Regions from separate parts of the Hordeum vulgare genome. Here region 1 is linked to region 2. A link is a contact called in public Hi-C data. All regions are on one chromosome and are shown on one strand. Each heading gives the region's core, a stretch centred on a gene start, on an enhancer-like site or on the middle of the called end of the contact. The rest is flanking DNA. Distances are from core to core; before and after follow the strand shown. Region 1 holds the start of LOC123444715 (ubiquitin-conjugating enzyme E2-17 kDa-like). Region 2 holds the start of LOC123444713.

Region 1 (5,674 bases), core at 1,349-3,848, 300 kb after region 2:
CAAGCCTAATTTGCTATTGTGAGAGGACCGGCTAGATTTTGGGATCAAGATATCTGTCGGTACATCATGAACGCTTGCGTTATAATGCATAACATGATCATCGAGAATGAGCGTGGGCATGATTTAAGCTATTCTCAGTATGAGTTATTGTGAAATCCCGTGCGAGTGCGAAGGACGGCTGCGAGGATAAACACGATTTATTGCCTTCTATCAATGTCATTCAACGTGTCGAAACGCATGATGATCTTCAGAAGGATCTAATCATGAAGAGGTGGGCATGGCATGACCGTTAAATTAATTTGATGTTGTATGTCTCATGTAATATTGTTGAACTATTTGTTGTACTGAAAATAAACTATTTATTTGAGTTGCAATAATAGTTGGACTATTTATTATTAATTTATTTTATTTTGGTGAGAAATATTGTTTGGGTTAAGCGCGGCGTTGTAAATATAGCGCGCCTGCATTTTGCAGCGTCTGCTGGAGCGACAACGCCCCACGTCTGCTGGAGTTACAACATCATGCAAAAGGATGGAAGGATGATTTTTTTTTCTTTTTGTTCTTCTTTTGCCGATGTAGCTCATTTCAGAATTGATACTACTATTATGTTGATCGCTATTAAAAGGGGTACAGTCAGCAACTTGATGAGGCTGTCTTTGGTAATCAACAGCTTTGGCGTGAAGTTCTTTCTGTTGTACTGAAACTTTAGTTGTCTTAGCTTTTTTGAATGGTTTATATCTTTACCTAATAATAAAGAGGCTATCGCTTTCGTCGGAAAACCCACCGAGCTGATTTTACAAAAATGTCCTTACTGTTTATGACATTAAACTCGTAGTATATATTAAATATTTTTTAAAATACTCATATCTTTTAAACCGTAACTCCAAATTTAACATATTATACATGGAATTTGATTAGAAAAATATGTAGAATTTAAATATGATATTATTTTATCTGTTAAACGTTTAATAAAAATACTATCTAGGGTGCAATCTTAATAAATAAGTCATTATTCGTCTTTCTTTCATACCGGTACTCATCCGGGTTAGGAATGAGCACGTCAACAAAATCAGGATTAGAGATGAAACTGAAGGTCACTTGACTAATTCTTTGTACGTATTAAATCTACATGCAAGCCGTGTTAAAATAGAAGACCTGTGAAATTTTGAACTGCATTTTTGTAGGATAAGACCATCTTTATTTGTATCGTAACTATAAATTCTTAAATTATAGACATTTTTTATAAATTAAGAGCGTGTGCCGTGTGGTATTTCTTTCTCCCGTTGTAATTTTTGTTATTCAACCCGCGCTCCATCATTTATCTGCAACGCAAAAGGAAAAACGATTCGCTGCAAAAATTATACCCGTACGCATCGCCTCCTCCCGTTGACCCTGGGCCACCCCGGACTGTGCCCAGGCCGCCGCCACACCACTCGCCGCCGCGGCCGACCTCAACTGCCACCGCTGCCGATCTCAACCCACCCGCCTCCGCGGCCGTACCTCTCCCCGCTCACTGCCCCCGTTGCGGCGCTCGAGCGCATCGCGTCGACCCTGGTCCACCCTGACGTGTGCCCAGGCCGCTGCCACACCACTCGCTGCCGCGGCCGACCTCAACCACCACTGTTGTCGATCTCAACCCACCCGCCTCCAAGGCCGTACCTCTGCCCGCTTGCTACCCCCGTTTCGACGCTCGAGCACAGCTTCTGGATCAAATCAACGCGACATCTACAGTGACTGGGGATGATGCGTCTGCTCGATGCAGAACGACGGAGGGAAGTACTTGCAGGTGGAGGCGGGCCTCCATGGCTCACACGGGGAACTCCGAGGTTATGGCGCGGCAACGGCGACTCCTTATGGCCAGATAGAGGCGCCTAACCCTTGCTCCCCTCATCGTATCCCCTCCTCCGGCAGGAACTCATCATCTGGTGAGATCCCCTCCTCATGCCTCCAACAGTGTGCCAAGCACCGGCAAGAAATTTTATTTTGTGGGGATTTGTTTGCTGATGAATGAATGTATTGAATGTAAGATTGTATTGTTGTACAGACAGAGAATGGAACACCACCTTCAGTTTGTCATCTGATCCCACATTCTCTATCCCATGAGTGAAATAAGATAGCAATCCGTTGATCAATTCACGTAGCCGCTTTGTTTTGCTTTGCTTGTCCCGCTCAATTTCTCATCATGGTGGAATTAACAATGGATGGGTTGATTTCTCAACAAAATAGGATAGGACTGACTACATTAGTTAGTTAACTTATTATTTTAATAAATGAAAATGATTATAAAAAGATTAAAAGTGTGTGGTATTTTTTTCTCCCGTTGCAACGCACGGGCCCTTTTGCTAGTATATCTTAAAGAGAAAAAGAAAAGAAAAACCGCATCCCCATCTTTTGAATGGTTTATATGCACCGGTAGTAAGGTTCCATAGTTGAATAATTTGGACCCGTTCAACACGCCTAACTTGGACCGCCGAAATTCCCCGTTGGGCACTCATCACTGTGTCGACATCGCCTTCACACCAGAGAACCGTATTCCGACGCCTCGTCCGCTGCTAGATTTCCTTGCCGTAATTATTTCAGCAAGGAAAATATAACGCCCTGTATCGGGTTCGGGTGCCAACAAAACAGAGGGAGCAAAACACACCCCGAGCGGAAAAGGAGCGAGGGCCTCTCTCTCCATCCCCGACCTCTCGTGGCCGCTGCGAAGAAAAGGTACCCCTCCCTCCGCCTCCTCCTTCGATTCCGTCAGATCGGCGCAAGTAGCTCCGTGTCCCGATCCCGATCCGCCCCCGTCCCGGCCTTCGCGTAATTTATCCCCCGATTCCGTTGGCCGTGTCTGGATTTATCTTTTGTTTTGTGGTAGATCCGTGGCCCGGCGCCCGGCGTCGCCGCGCCGCCTGCGGCAGGGCCTGTGCTGCGCGTTAGATTTGTTGCGCGCCGGTGGCGATTCGCCCACCGGCCCGTCGATTCGATGCGTGTTCGCTCAACCCGCTGGGTCGTCATCGTCGATCTGTTGCGTGACGTGATTCGTTAGAACCAATCGTCGTGTTTTGTTGTTCCTCTTGTCGTGTAGGCTAAACGGTTTTTGCTAGGTCTCAATCGACTGGGAATTTGTAAGTCTCGATCGATTCAAAAAAAGTGCGACTTGTTTTTTTTTTTTCTGCGCGTGGAAGGCGTCGTTGCTTGTCAGTGATCTGTTGTATGGTCGGATGGATTTGTGAACCTGTGGGATTGATCTGGTGGGATATGCCTTGCTTGTTAATGTAGCTTAGCAGCCAGATGATTTCTACAGATCGTTATCTGTTAATGTTAATTTGATAACCGCATTAATTTTTATTTATTTATCCCAGTATGAGTCTTGCACCAGTTTGTTTGATTTTGCCACCTTTAAGATAACTTGGTTGTGTTGGTGTGATGGAACAAATATGTTAAGGTTAACGAATCATTACTTAATCGAAGCTTCGTGTTCTAGATTACTTTGGACAAATATATACGAGTAAGTAGTGAAGTTACTTCAGCGCCAGGCTAAATACTTTGAAGCAATAAACCCGTATTGTTGTATCTTTTGCTTTTTATTATTCTTATGCTGCCAACTTATTGCAGTATGTGGTGAACGAAAATATGTTTAAACTCTAGAGTTAGTAACTTATTCTTGAGTCTCATAAACATGCAAATGTAACTCAAAGCAGGAGCTTATCATGGCTTCAAAACGTATCCTGAAGGAACTCAAGGACTTGCAGAAAGATCCTCCGACATCATGCAGTGCAGGTACGAGCCAGATATATAATTCACTGATGACTAATATCCATGTTGTGTGTATCTTAGCAGCGTTGATATGCTATGGTCATGTGAACTATCACCGGAAGTTTTTATGGCGTCGGCCCATTGATAAATTGGATTATTTCCTAATATACTTTTCATTTTGCTCAGTCACTTATCCAGGAAATTGAACTATAACACACAGTTTCATTCACTGTTCTTGCCCAAAGAGATTGTATCACTATGCCAGTTTCTGTCTGTCAGTGTCCTTTTACGGTTGACTAGCTAAATTGATGTTTTTATTTAAGAAAGGTATCTTGCATAGAGTCTTCCTAAGTACTCTGTATATTCCAACTTAGTAACTGATGAACAGTCATCAACAACCACTACAATTGACCATCAGTTCTATAATCAGGATTATGTCGTGCTGCTGCTTGGTGCTTACTCCCTTGTTTGCACAAATGATTGTAGTGATTTATTATAGGTTCCTTTTTATTTAGGTCCTTCTGGCGAGGATATGTTCCATTGGCAGGCAACCATCATGGGCCCTCCTGATAGTCCCTATGCTGGAGGTGTTTTCTTGGTGAATATCCATTTCCCCCCGGACTACCCCTTCAAGCCTCCGAAGGTTAGTGCTGAACAATGTTGAGCCAAACAAATTTCCTTGCATCTTTGCCATCTTTATTGGAACATGAATCTTGTCAAACTGTCAGTATGTCTACCCTCTTCATGTTCCATTGATGTTTCAGTGTTAGCTTGTCTGATTTATGTTCATCCCTACATTTTGACATTAAGGACCAACTATATCTTTTTATATCTCAATGTTTTTACAGAAATCGTTATTATATCACCTCTTCTTTTTTAGAAAAATATTCTGTTTCTGAATCTATCTTTTCTTTTATCACCCCATTCTATGACAGGGTCAACTTTGTGGCCCTACTTGTTTTTTTAATCTTCTCTTTTCCTCCTTGTACTGTTCTAAAGTGTCTCTTCCTTCAGGTATCGTTCAAGACAAAGGTCTTCCATCCGAACATCAATAGCAATGGAAGCATATGCCTCGACATTCTGAAGGAGCAATGGAGTCCTGCTTTGACGATCTCTAAGGTGCTCTCAAAGCATTTCATTCCTTTACATCTTCTCTGTTGTGCTGTATATACAATAGTAAATGAGTTATTTCCATGCCCTTGCACTCTCGATGAGCTACAGTTGTTTGTATTGCCTCATTACACAATTTATAATCTCAACTTACATGTTTGATGTGATTTGCTGGACACTACTACAAAAAGTTTTAATTTTTGTCATCTGGTACTGTCATGACCTTTTGGCTGGAGTCTTAATGTTAGTCATGACCTTTTGGCCGGAGTCTTAATTGTTTGTCATGACCTTTTGGCCGGAGTCTTAATTGTTTGTCATGACCTTTTGGCCGGAGTCCTAAGTGTTTGTCTAAATGCAGTTATTTGGTGTTACCTCATGTTGATGCTAGCATATTGTTAGCAAATATTAAGCTCAACTACTTTTTTGGGGTTCAAGACATTGCAAACCGTCCCAACAATAACTGTATAGTTGGGATAAAAACATCCTACAGCCCTTTCCTTTGCATTTGGTGCATTATGCAGAATGTAGCTACACTACTAACTCCCAGTACTGTTGTTTTCACCAGGTTCTGCTTTCAATCTGCTCGCTGCTTACCGACCCTAACCCGGACGACCCTCTCGTCCCTGAGATTGCCCACATGTACAAGACGGATCGGTCTAAGTACGAGACGACAGCCCGCAGCTGGACGCAGAAGTATGCCATGGGATGATACGGAGCCCATGCTCGTATCCACTGCTTGCATGCAGAAGATTGTGTTGCTGTCCCGGGAAACTATCTCTGGGTCATTATTTTCTTTGATTACTTGTCGGTTGCGTGTGTC
Region 2 (6,081 bases), core at 1,720-4,219:
ATATTTGGACGCACGGTTTAGAAGATAAAACATTTTGAAAATACAAATCTACGAAAAACGAAAAAACTCCAAGGTTGCGATAAGTGTCATACATGTAGTGCGTCATTTGTCACACTCTAGAAAGGTAGAAGTGATCTTTAAAAAATGTATTCCTCAATTAGTGATTTCGACAAAGACGTGGCTTTCTTCTCCTTGAGCCATGTCCATTACGAATAGATCTTTAAAAGGCCTCCTACCTTTACAAACATTTTTGAGGCCAATCCATAATATTGGAAGCTTTTGGACAACTCCAGCCGTCTGGAGTCCCCACGGCTTCAAGAATAAGAAGAATATTCACAAAACCTTTTCCCTGATCTTTCCATACTTTTAACAGTAAGATGTACTTTCTTCATTCCTAAACATAGGTCTTTAAAAATAAATTTACTATGGATTATATAAGAATGTATGTAAACGTATTTTACAGTGTAGGTTCATTTTTTCTTCGTACGTAATCCGTATTGAAAATTTTAAAAAGACTTATATTTAAAAACAAAGAGCAATACTTTATTTTCAATGGGAAAAAAGATGGTCCACACGTACAAAGTGAGTGAAAACAAATAAAGTAGCGCAATGTAAAAGAAAATAAATCATTACAGAAAAAAAGAGGATAGAACAAAGCTGAAAGATAAAAGAAAAAAAAATCTAATCTGTAGCATGCGCATCAATGCATTCCGATGTGGCGGCTCTCCACCACGTCTGATTTTGTTTTTTTTTATAGCCACACGTGATTTCTTGGCGCGTGATTAGGTGGTGTAATTTTTTCCTATCTCATGAGACAACACAGTGCTATAGTACGATCAAACCCCTCCCTCTTTGTCATACATGCATGCAATGATGTCATCAGGTTCTATCTAAATGACCGGAATTAAAAAACTTTTATCTTTTAAACCGTTATTTCGATCCATGATCTGTTTTTGCCGTTAACTTTGTTTCGACGAAATCTTCAAAATTATATCCCATTTTGACATGTTTTGACAACTTGTTTTTTCCTCGTACTTACCACATTTGTTGCACTTACTTGACATATTATTAAGTACTTACTTGTTTGATAAAAATAACTTAATCATCATATTTTTAGAAACTGCGTATAAATATGACATCTCGACATAATCAAACTCGTAAGCGCAAACAACTTTTTTAGGCGATTACGCGTAAAAATATGACAACTCAACATATTTAAATTCGGTGACCACAAAAAGTCTCTTTTGGTCATTATTTGTAAATATGACAACTCGTTATAGTTAAACTAACAAGCACACAAAATAGTTTTCTTGCAAAGTATGTAAGTATGACAAGTTGACATATTTAAAATGGCAATCACAACCTATGACATGCTTTTATATGATGTATAATGAAAACTGCTACAAGGCTTTGTACGGAACAACATTAGAAAATGTCAATTAAGTTATTTTTCTCAGGCAAGTATGTGGTTAATAATATAGCAAGTGAGTCAAAAAATGTGGCAAGTATGAACAAAAAAAAAGTTGACGAAATATGTCGACATGGGATCTAGTTTCGAAAAAATCACCGCAAAAAAGTCAATGATGAAAGCGGATCATCGATTGAATTAACGATTTTGTAAATATATTTTTTAAAATTTCAAACATCAAAGAGAATTTTAATGACATCATTGCATGCATGTATGCATGCATGATGAAGAGAGAGAGATTTGACCTAATACCAATGCTTTTTTGAAGTAACCTAATAATAGAGCAAGACGCGGGTGGGGCGCCGCTCGGTAGTGTTGCCCAAGATAAAATTGCAAACAAAGTGGTCCTAGGGGAAAAACTTATTTCCCCAGTGTTCGTGCTTTCACGAGAGGCCGCTGATCCTAGTAAATGGAAGCTTCTCCCGTTCATTAAGTGACGTCGACGCTGCATAAATTACTCCACTTGACACGACACGACACGACACGCAGCGGGCTGATACACACGACACGAGTCGTTCATGAAGTAGGAGCAATGTTCTGCATTTGCAGGTGCGCAGTGCGGCACCTCTTCCAAAACGATCAGAGCAGATTGTATCGAACGTACTGGAAAAGATGTGTGTGTCACCAGTCGACGATCGACGATCCTCAAGCAGCGAGCAGGCCTGCGTTGACCTCGACCCCTCATGGCCTCAAACCTTCTTGTTAATTTGACAGTTTATCATTATTCGATCTAACTTAATAACCAAACTAAACTACACTGTGCTGTCGTTGACCAAAGGCGTGGCATGACCTGGCTAATCAGCTAGCACAACATGTGGAGCTGAGGCTCATATTTGACTTTCATTAGCCAAACTGCTACGATGACCGCTGGCCAAATTCGCTGTTCAGGAAGTGAAATACCGCTGCACATAAAAAAAAGTTATGGAGTTCATATCAGTAGGAGTAGCAGTTCAGGAGTACATATTTGACCACACAGTAAACATGGTGAGCTATCTCATACTCCCTCCGTAAACTAATATAAAAACATTTAAGACACTAGTTTAATAATCTAAACGTTTTTATGTTAGTTTATAGAAGGAGTAGTATTCAAAATTCAGGAGACACCTGATAAAAGAAAAAGGAAAAAGTCAACAATCAACGCTCCAATTTTGACCAGACCCTCTCTCACCGTCCCACGGCACGAGGACCCCCATTACCCATCGCCATCGGCAACCGACTGACAGATGGGCCCGGAGACAAGGAGATCCCGTCGTGCGACCCCATAACCCCGACACGTCGCCTCTATCCCAGCAAAACCCGCCGCCGACTTTTCCATATTCACCGCCCGCTTTTTTACCCCCTCTACCCCACCCGCACCCAGCTCCCCCACTGACAGCCGGCCCCGCACGCCCCTGGTCCCACGCGTAGTGTATCCCGTGACGGCCGGGCCCCACGGCATTTACCCGCCCAGCGATTCGAAAAACGGGAAAGCCAAATCAAAGCAGCGCAGACGGAAGCGGGGAGGAGGAAAAAAAGTTTAACAACAACTGCGACGAGCACAGCACACGCACGCACGCACGAGCCCGTCTCTCTCGCTTCTTCCTCCCCCCCTCCCCTCCCCTCCCCCGTCCCGGCCGCGACCTCGCGCGCACGCCTCATCGGCCATCGCCGCAAGCGAAGGCCAATCCAGGAGGACGCCGTGGCAGGGGGCTCCACCGGACCGTCGCCGTCGGCGTGAGTGGAGGCGGGATCCGGATCCCGTGCGGCGGAGCGATCCCCGGCCGCCCCGCCGGATCGCCGGAGACAGCGTAAGCAGCCGCGGCTTTGATATCGGGTTCGGCCTTCGCTGGCACGCGTTTGAGTGCACAGGTGATAATTTTTTTTGTTTTGGGCCGCCCTCTCGGCCTGCAGTTGCTGCTGGTGTCCGTCCGGTGAGGGGATTTTTGGAGCCTGAGGCGGGGATTCGGCGATGGAGGAGCTGCTGGGCACGGAGATCGGCAAGCACGACTACGACTGGTGATGCACTAGACCAATCATTGCTCCCGTTTTGGCGGTGATCTGATTCGCTCAACATGCGTGCGGTTTCGTGTTTTTTTCCCCTTTGCAATCGGACGGCGAGCCCTCGGTCCAAGCTTAGTGTTATGGATGCAATGCTGTCTTTTGAATCTGCGGTAGTGTCCCACACACATGGCAGGGTGTTGTCGGATGTCGGTTGTGGCTGGTGCTATTGTTTCTGGGTTAAGGTTTCCTCGTAGCGAATAACTGAAGCTGTTTGGTTTAGTTAGGATTTGTTGCAACCGGATGGATGGATGGTTGGTCGGTGGGGCTCCTTCTTAGCAGAGCAAACGCATGGGACATAACATACTCTATGTCACTTTATTATCTCGGAGCAAAATAGATAAATGCCACAGCAATTAGGTAGACCGATAGCATTGCCAACTTTAGGATGTCCTAAATCGTACCAGTAGTATACTGCAATACTCTAATTGCACTGTCACAGAGAGTTATTGGACTGTCAAAACCATTTAGGAATAACTCTAGGTTGGCCCCGCAGCAACTGGCGAACCATAAATATGGCTGATAAATTTTCAATCTTAGTTTGGTTGAGTTCGTCATTTTGTGTATAATTACTGCAGTGTTTCAGTTGCAATTATATAGTGACCTGTAAAAACCGTACTACCACATCTTATATTAGATGTAAGATAAAGTTGGTTTGGATGTCATTTACAGATAATTATATTGAGTAGTGCTTGCCAAAATATGTGGTATTTTGCTGCTGGATGAGATATATGCTTCTCATGCTCAAGTGTTTTGTGCTTCGGCTTTCTATTGATAAAACTTTTACGATTTACATAACATGTGAATGCGTTCCTCAGGCTTCTTACTCCCCCGGGAACACCCCGTGCTCCTGCACCGGAGGTTGCTGAGAAAGCCCCACCATCAAATGTGCCTAAACGGACTGTCACTAGATCGTCCTCAACCGCCAGAGCATCAAGGGTTGGTACTATTTTCTTCAGATATGTTTGCATTCTGGTAGTTCAGCTTTCATTATTAATTGTACTCCCTCTGTAAAGAAATATAAGAGCGTTTAGATAACTACTCCCTCCGTCCCAAAATAAGTGTCTCAACTTTATACTAGCTCTAGTACAAAATTGTACTAAGCTTAAGACACTTATTTTTGGGACGGAGGGAGTATGAAGTAGTAATCTAAAGGATCTTATATTTCTTTACAGAGGGAGTAGTTTAAAGGAAGTATATCTTGCTTTATTGACCTGTTACATGCCTGTCAAGGTCCCTCTATACACATGTTACTGGTCGTACATGTAGAACTAGGAATGCACTGGGTCCAGAGTTCAAACCTCAATAGGTTCAAGACTCAAAGACTAGTTTGTGCAAAACTACAGTCACACACGTACGCACACGGCATTGGTGTGTGTTTAGAACTTTAGATACTGCATGCCTGAATTGAAGAGGTTGTTGTGAACAACGTACCGTACTTAACTGATCTAAAGTAATTAATAGCCGAAGTAAATCACTGGAGTCATTCAAACCCTGCCTACGGAATGCACCATATCATCTGTGGGTATTCACTGCTGCCTATTGTTGCTAAGGTCTTAGCTTTCCTCTGTAGTTTTTCTTCACTGGGCATAATTCAAAAGGGGTTTGCATGAGGCTACAAGCCCAAGGGATTTTGCTAAGTTCTTTTATTTAGTATGATACCGTGGACAACAATGTAAAATCGTGTTTGAAGGATTCTATATAGCTTGAATAGTTGTTCAGGCCTGTTACTTCCGACCTGCAATCTCACTGTAGTAAAAATGCACGGTCTCTCAATGGCCTTTTGGCTGACGACTTGTGTGGGTCTGATCTTCCACCCAGCCTCCACAGTCAGCGGCTAGCTTCACTGATTTTGGCCATCCATGCCATCCCGGCAGCGTTGCGCAAGGGCATTCCTCATCCAGTTCACTATCTGGTAGATCTAGAGGAACTACAATGTGCAGGTCTTCCCTGTGATGTGCACTGCATGTTCACAAGCTACTGCATGGGCAGAAGCTGGGGCGTCAGGCCTCAGGGAGATTATTTTGGCTGGCCATGCCGTGTTGTAGTCCTTTTTGGTGTAATGGCTGTAACAAGCGCTAGCCCCCTTTCTAATTAGTGCATTGGCACACAAAGCTTTTGTGTTTTTTCACAAAAAAAAACTGATTGCTGATCTTACAAAGCCAGATAAAGGTGAAAGAAATGTTTTATACATCCTGGGAAATTCACAGGATATTGTAATTGTAATACATCTAAATTTCAGGCTTCGTAGGTATAAATTCCACTTTTATGGACCATAATATCTTGGTAAAGTTGCAACGAACTCTATGGAAGTGAAAAGGAATAATGTTAATTTATTATAGGCAAATTGCTTGTTCTTTTATTTAGGCTATGCTTTGAAGATCAACAGAAGGCGTTTGATTGATTATCTATACCATTGGAATTCTGCTAAGTAATTCTGAAATGTTTTGCAATCTTACACATGTGCACTCATGTTCATATGCTAAACCTTTCTTTTCTCTACAATCTGCGGCAACTATTGTCCAGTGAAAGCAACTGTGTCCAATGTAATTTGGAATGGGGCAATTCACATACTT

What was found. Hi-C and Micro-C count contacts between places; a contact is called where the count stands out from the background.
Region 1: a Hi-C map of seedling shows a contact between it and region 2, with 4 times the contacts expected there. The contact joins the promoter of LOC123444715 here to the promoter of LOC123444713 in region 2. A contact is called at or near these places in 2 of 6 Hi-C or Micro-C datasets (leaf and seedling) and 1 of 1 datasets of contacts at active chromatin or transcription factors (embryo).

Annotation. Positions count from the first base shown.
Region 1 is chr3H:528,271,975-528,277,648 of MorexV3_pseudomolecules_assembly, forward strand. LOC123444715 (ubiquitin-conjugating enzyme E2-17 kDa-like) reads left to right here and starts at 2,599. Exons shown (of 5, transcript XM_045121531.1): 1 at 2,599-2,712; 2 at 3,690-3,768; 3 at 4,260-4,387; 4 at 4,759-4,863; 5 at 5,420-5,674. The coding sequence starts at 3,699. The coding sequence ends at 5,563.
Region 2 is chr3H:527,973,010-527,979,090 of MorexV3_pseudomolecules_assembly, forward strand. LOC123444713 reads left to right here and starts at 2,970. Exons shown (of 5, transcript XM_045121528.1): 1 at 2,970-3,255; 2 at 3,359-3,463; 3 at 4,324-4,444. The coding sequence starts at 3,417.